Linked DNA regions of Gossypium hirsutum: region 2 is linked to region 1. Evidence: chromatin contacts called from public Hi-C data. All regions are on one chromosome and are shown on one strand. The core of a region is the stretch at or near the end of the contact, and the rest is flanking DNA. Distances in the headings are between cores, read along the strand shown.

The links. Hi-C and Micro-C count contacts between places; a contact is called where the count stands out from the background.
Region 2: a contact with region 1 is called in a Hi-C map of leaf, with 3 times the contacts expected there. The contact joins the enhancer-like site here to the promoter of LOC107901668 in region 1. A contact is called at or near these places in 17 of 34 Hi-C or Micro-C datasets (anther, callus, fibers and 4 more).

Annotation. Positions count from the first base shown.
Region 1 is chrD06:44,713,900-44,717,078 of Gossypium_hirsutum_v2.1, reverse strand. It overlaps LOC107901668 (wings apart-like protein 1), which reads left to right and starts at 1,531. Exons shown (of 12, transcript XM_016827756.2): 1 at 1,531-2,291. The coding sequence starts at 1,762.
Region 2 is chrD06:44,855,023-44,858,142 of Gossypium_hirsutum_v2.1, reverse strand. LOC121218133 (a long non-coding RNA gene) reads left to right here. Exons shown (of 3, transcript XR_005914374.1): 3 at 1,394-1,731. Among protein-coding and RNA genes, the nearest start is that of LOC121218133, 7.2 kb to the left of the region's middle. Within about 2 kb of position 1,467, at least 1 of the 9 cell types and tissues checked has an H3K27ac peak or open chromatin away from gene starts, as enhancers often do. A contact at or near this core is called in leaf, where this site is marked.

The DNA.
Region 1 (3,179 bases), core at 282-2,781:
GTATAACGTGGCCAACACGGCTAATCCTAACTCAATTTTTTGCATTCTTTAAAGTCTACTAGGTGTAGTAGCCACCTTATGTGTACCAAATTTTAAGATTTATTGGGTATCAAACTTGTTCGGGACCTTCCTTAATAATGCTGTACAAATATCCTTTTTTACAGAAAATATTTGTTGTTCCCGTGACGATCTGTCCATCAACCGGTAGACCGAGTTGTAACGCCATGTCCTCTAGTGTGATTGTACGCTAGCCACATGGAAGATAGAAAAGTGTGCGTCTGAGGCCTCCATCTTTCCACCAATGCGCTGATGAGTCTAGGGTCAAGTTTGCAGCCCTCGAACATATGAGATGTATGCAAGAATCCCGCCTCTTGCAAGTAACCATGAATTTCAGTGATTGGAGGCGTTGACAAATTATGTATGAACGCCTCCAAAACATGGTCATCTACTTATTTATAACGACTGAAAATTATTTTAATTTATAAAAAATTTAAATTTAACTTAATCAAAAATAATAAAAATTAAATTTTTGTCTTACCATTACTGCTTGAGCGACATAAATGTGATTGTGGTCGAAATGAATTAGAGAGGTTGTTATTAATGAAAATTTAATTCGAACAAATAAAATACAGAATAATTAAAAAAATAATATTTTTGAACAAGAATATCGAAAAATTTAGAACAAGAACTTGAGAAAATTGAGAGAATATGATGTGAATGAAAAATAAATAAATTTGGGGTATTTATAGGTAAACAAAAATGACTGTTGTCCTTTTTTATCGTTGCACGACCAACGTTCAAATGACCGTTGAGGAAAAACTCGTCCATCTGGGCACGCTTTTCATTTCTCTTTTCAAAAATGACTTATTTCTCTAAATTTTTTAAAAAATGACTTATAACCTTAATTAAGAAAACAACATAATTACCTAATTTAGCCTACTATTAACTCAACACTCATATATATCACATATTCTGAAAAATAACTTTTCGAAGGAACCTAAGAAATAATTAAACTTTTTTACAATATTCAAGAAAAAAAACTTAGAAATTGTAAAATAAATCAAAATCAAAATTACATTAAACTAAAAACTAAAAACTTAAAAATATACTAAATTGTTCTTTAAGTGTGAACTTTTTTAGTATTATTTACTAAGATTTTATATTTTATATTTTACATGACATGTCACTTTTAATATACTTTACTACATGTCAATTTTTCATTATAATCAAATCAATTACTAATAATTTTTGTTAATAAAAGAATATCTTTTTAGCTCAATTGGATGCAATTTTTTTAAATGCTAAATTTATTGTTTTTTATTGGGAGGTTGTTTGACCCTCAAAGGTTTATTTTTCTAATTTATACTTCATTAAATTAATTTTTGAAAGGGATAAAATATTTTTATATTTAATATAAATATTAAAGAGAGATTCAAAATATTTGGTGTCACGGCCCATCCACTCCTATTAGCGTCGGCCCTAGGTAATTTCCTCTCATTTTAGGACCAAACCGGACCCAAATCAAAATCCCAACCGGACCCAGATTTCTCTCTTCTAATTTGTCCTAAAACCTTTCTTTTCTTTTTCTCTCAGCTCCACCGTCCAAGAAAGAGAGAGAGACAGAAAGACGAAGGGAGAGCTTCGTTTCATTTCAAAATCTCGATTTTTGTTTTCTTTTTTGCCCAAAATACCCTTATCTTACTTCTCAATGCCATATCCAGGTTAAACGCCGCCACCACAAAGAAATCCAGACTCCAAACAATGATCGTCCGAACCTACGGTCGCCGTAACCGTGGTTTAACCAGGACATTCTCCGACTCCCTAAACGACGACGTCTCCGACTCCCCTCCATTGTCCCAAGAAACGTTGCCGTCTCAGGACATCTACGATTTCCCTTTCACTACCACCCAGGAATCCTCTTCCTTATGGCCGTCCTCTCAAGAATTCATCGACGACGACTACAAGAACAAAATAAAAGCGTCCGTTAAACCAACCCAAAGAAGTTTCGAATTCGAAGATCCAAGAAACGGTGTTGTTAGAAGATCCAAGAAACAGAAGCAAAACCAGAGCAAGAACGAGGTAGGGTATTCTTCTATGCCGTGGATTTCGCCGACTTCGAGTCTGATGGAGGCTCAAGAATTCGGGGAAATGATGGAGCACGTTGACGAGGTTAATTTCGCGCTTGATGGGTTAAAGAAAGGCCAGCCAGTGAGGATCAGAAGAGCGAGTCTCTTGTCTCTGCTTTCGATTTGCGCCACTGCCCAACAGAGGAGACTGTTGAGAACTCATGGGTATGTTGAAATTCTTGATGGGTTTTTGGTTTTTAGGTTCTTTTGTTGAAATCTGTTGATATTGGCATCTGGGTAGTGTTAATTTAGGGTGGAGTTTTGAAATTTGAATTTAAATTTGGTTATGAAATAACTTTGTTGATTCAAACAGATTAAGGTGCACTTTGCTTCTTTTTGACCTTTTGTTTTAGACTTGGGGGATAATATGGATTAGTAATTTTAGGGACGTTACGCATATTTGAAATTTTGAATTCCCTTCTGGGAGTCTATAGACTATTCAACTATATTTGGCTTTCCGATAGAGTTAAAGGAAGATAAATGTATCAAAGATTTGGGTCTTGGATGAAAACGTAGTTTATTAGAAATTGTAAAGGGTTGGCGGTCTTGCATTCCCTTTCTGGGGTTGTGTAAGTTATTGATGTTTTTGATAGTTTATGCATAGAATTTGATTTTGTATTAATTTAAAGAACTCCTTTGGTGGTTAGATTGTGTTTCCAGTAGTATTAAGGACTGTTACATTCTGTTATATTTTATTTCCTTACTAGAATGTGGTTCAATTACTTAGTCAGTTTTTTCTTTGTCTGTTTTGAAAAATAAAAAGCTAAATAGGTAGATTTTCTAGGAGTGGATAGTTTTTTTAAAATAGGTAAAAATAAATTAAAGACCATAACATCCTTAATTTTATTTTATTCTTGAGTAACTGTTAGCTGAGTTGGAGTAACTTGACTCATGACAACAACTCGGTTAGACATTATGTATGGTATAAAAAGTATAGGTGCCATTTCCTGCAGCCGTGTAATTTGTTAATCGTCTATTGTCTCTTTTTAGGGGTTGTCAATTGATTTTTTTCAGCTTATTCAATCTTCATTTACTGGTTCAGTGCTTGTTTCA
Region 2 (3,120 bases), core at 218-2,717, 140 kb before region 1:
TTAAAATCACTTGAACAAATCAAAATGTATGAAAAAGGTCCTCTTATCTCGAGGTAACAAAATGTCATATCCTGTAAGTGATGATACGACATCTCGAACCCTTGAAAATGAGCTTGCGTTTTATTTTATTTTTCATTAAATTTCATGTATTTTAAAATGATGTTCTAATTTCCTTTTCTAAACAAGAACAAATGTAATGTTTAAAACAATATGTATTTATATTTGGATACGATACACCAATGAGCGAATATACTAAATTTAATGTGCAGTATAGTCGTAAACAGAATAATATATAATAGCTATATGGGTAGAATGTTAGAACAAACAAGTAGAGAAATACTATAACATTACAAATATAATTGTAATAATAACATCAATCAATAAGATTAATGATGATATTAGTAAAATAAACAAGATGATCTTAAAATAAAGTAACATGGGAAATGCATGATAATAAAAATAAATAAATGTGACATGAAAGTATAAAAAATAAATAAAATAATAAAATAATGGGAATAATAAAAACATTAAAAATAAAATAATAATTTAATAATAAAAATACGCAAGTAAAAGAGTGTGAATAATCTATATTTTTTTTAAGTGTAAAAAAGGGTAAAAAAAATGATAAGTAAATAAATAAATAAAATAATAAAATAATATGTGAAAAGTGTTGAAATTTAAGGTTAAGAATTAAATCGAAATTAGGATGAAATTAAAGGGATAAATCATTTGAATATAAATAATGAAAAACACAACGTTGTATTAGTCCTATTATAAATAATAAAAAACAGAAAAAAAATCATTTGAATATCTCTTTTAAAATTTTTTTTCTTTTCTTTTCTCTCTGGGTATCCCAGAATCCAGCCATGGAGACTTGCGAGCCTCGGCGTCGGTCGTTGGTCGCCGGTGACGGCTCCATTGTCCACGGTGGCTGACAAAAAAAAGGGCCTTTTTGATCGTTTTACTATCCTCTACCCCAATCTAATGCCAAAATGCCCGAAGAGCCCACCAAAATTCAAAACAAATCAAAGGAACCCTTCGATTCTGTCTTTTTCTGTCGCGACCATTTGGCAAACCTTGAGGATCCATTAGTCTTTCCAAACGGAGGGAGAAGACTGCGATGAGGGTAAAAAATCTTTCATTTTTATTTTTATTTTTATATATATGTTTTCGAAAATAAAAGATAAAGAATGAAAATATACTAAAAAAATACCTTTTGGATTTTTGAATTCTGTTTTTGATTAATCTTGTGTGCCAAAGAATACATGGTGGATCTGACTTTTATAACCAAATAATACATTAGATCTTGATTTTTCTATATATTTTTAATGTTTCTACTATTTATGTTGCGCTGTTTCTCTGCTGTTGTTGTCCTCTTTCGTTCTTTTTGTAGGCACTGGCGCGTGGTCAACGAAGAGGAGAGAAGGGCTGCCTTTGCCATTTTGGTGCAATGGCGGCAAGTGCGCGTTAGGCCTCGGGACGAGGTGGGCTGACGTGGCACGAGCGGAGGGAGGGGGTGCGGCGCGCATAGAACATTAGAGTTCTGAGAATGAGTTTAAGTTGTGGGCCAACGGGCTGTTTAAGGCTTTTTTTCATTTTGGGCCATTTGGGCCTATTCTATAAATGGATTTCTTTTTTTGTTTTTGGGCTTGTATCATTTGGACTATTAATTTATTAATATTTCTTGGTTTAATTTTTTTGATGGGCCTGGACAAAAATGGCCCATTACAATGATCTCTTCTATTTTCTTTCCTCGTATTTTCCTTTCTTATTAAGCATACTCTGATAATTTTGGATTAATAATTTACATATTTTATTAAACTTAAATAAGAATATATTATATTAATTAAATAATAATCTTGACCAAACCCAATTAATGCCGTCTTATTCTTCAATTTCAGCTATCTTGAAAGTTCGCAGCTATCCCTACCGCGTTCGTCTTATTCTTCAAATTTCTCCATTTTTTTTTTAATTTCAAAGCCGTTTTGTTTGAAAAAAAGAATTTAATAGGGAAGTCATATTACTGGCCATAGCAAAGTAAACCAATATTTATAATATATATAAAAAGTTTAATTGTATTCATGTGAGGAATTAACTTGGTTAGAGAAATCTTTTTACTAAAGTAATTAATATTAATTCCACATCTTTTACTATTTTTATATGAAATATTTAAAAATAAAATGTCTAAGCTTTGTTAGCCATATCCACTTATTGGTTGGTGCAAGATAAATGTTGATGGGGCTTGACGGCAAAGAGATAGTAAGGCATATGTTATTTTGTGTTGTTTCATATATATATATATAAAGTAACGAAATGTGTCTAATTTATTGGGTCCAACATTTAGCTTATTTGTCTATTCATAAAGAATATGTTATTTTAAACTTTTTTTTTAAAGAATCTGGAATTGAATAAATCATAAGATCTCTTTCAATATTGTATTATACATCAAAATGGATTTTATTTATTTTTGTTTAGAAGAACTTTGTTTATTTTGGACAATTCAAGGCCTACATAGTTTTTCTCTTAATATTGTTTGGGCCTATATTGTTAATTGGAGGTTCCAACTGCCAAACCATCCTAGAATGTTGTAAATTCTATGGTTGCTTTTCTTTTAGAAAATTTGGTGGGGGAAAGGGGATAAAAGTAGCACATGTGTTTTTCTGAGTTGGATATACCAAAATTTTAAAATTTTTCTTATAATTCTTCAAAACTAATATTATAGAATACTTTTTTTAAGGATATTTCTACATTTGCGTAGTAAATCAAGGTAATTATTAAAGAATTTTGACGTCCAACAGTATTGAGTTGTATAAACCAAATCAATTTATTTGTATTTACGATTAACGTACATAAATATTGACACTTGTAAGTTTCGAGTTATCTTTAATATGTAATATATTTACAATTATTCTTATTGCTTGAGAGATAACCCTAATAAATAAAGACTTGTTGTAGTTGAGTGCCTCTTTAATTAATATTTTAATTGTTCCCTAAATCCAACCTTAATAAATAAGTTTAATACAACTCAACATTTATGGTTTTTAAGTTCTATTTAGTTTGAAATTTCATCGTGTACCATAAATCTAACATTAATAGATAGATGTCTTCAAAAGAGTTCAA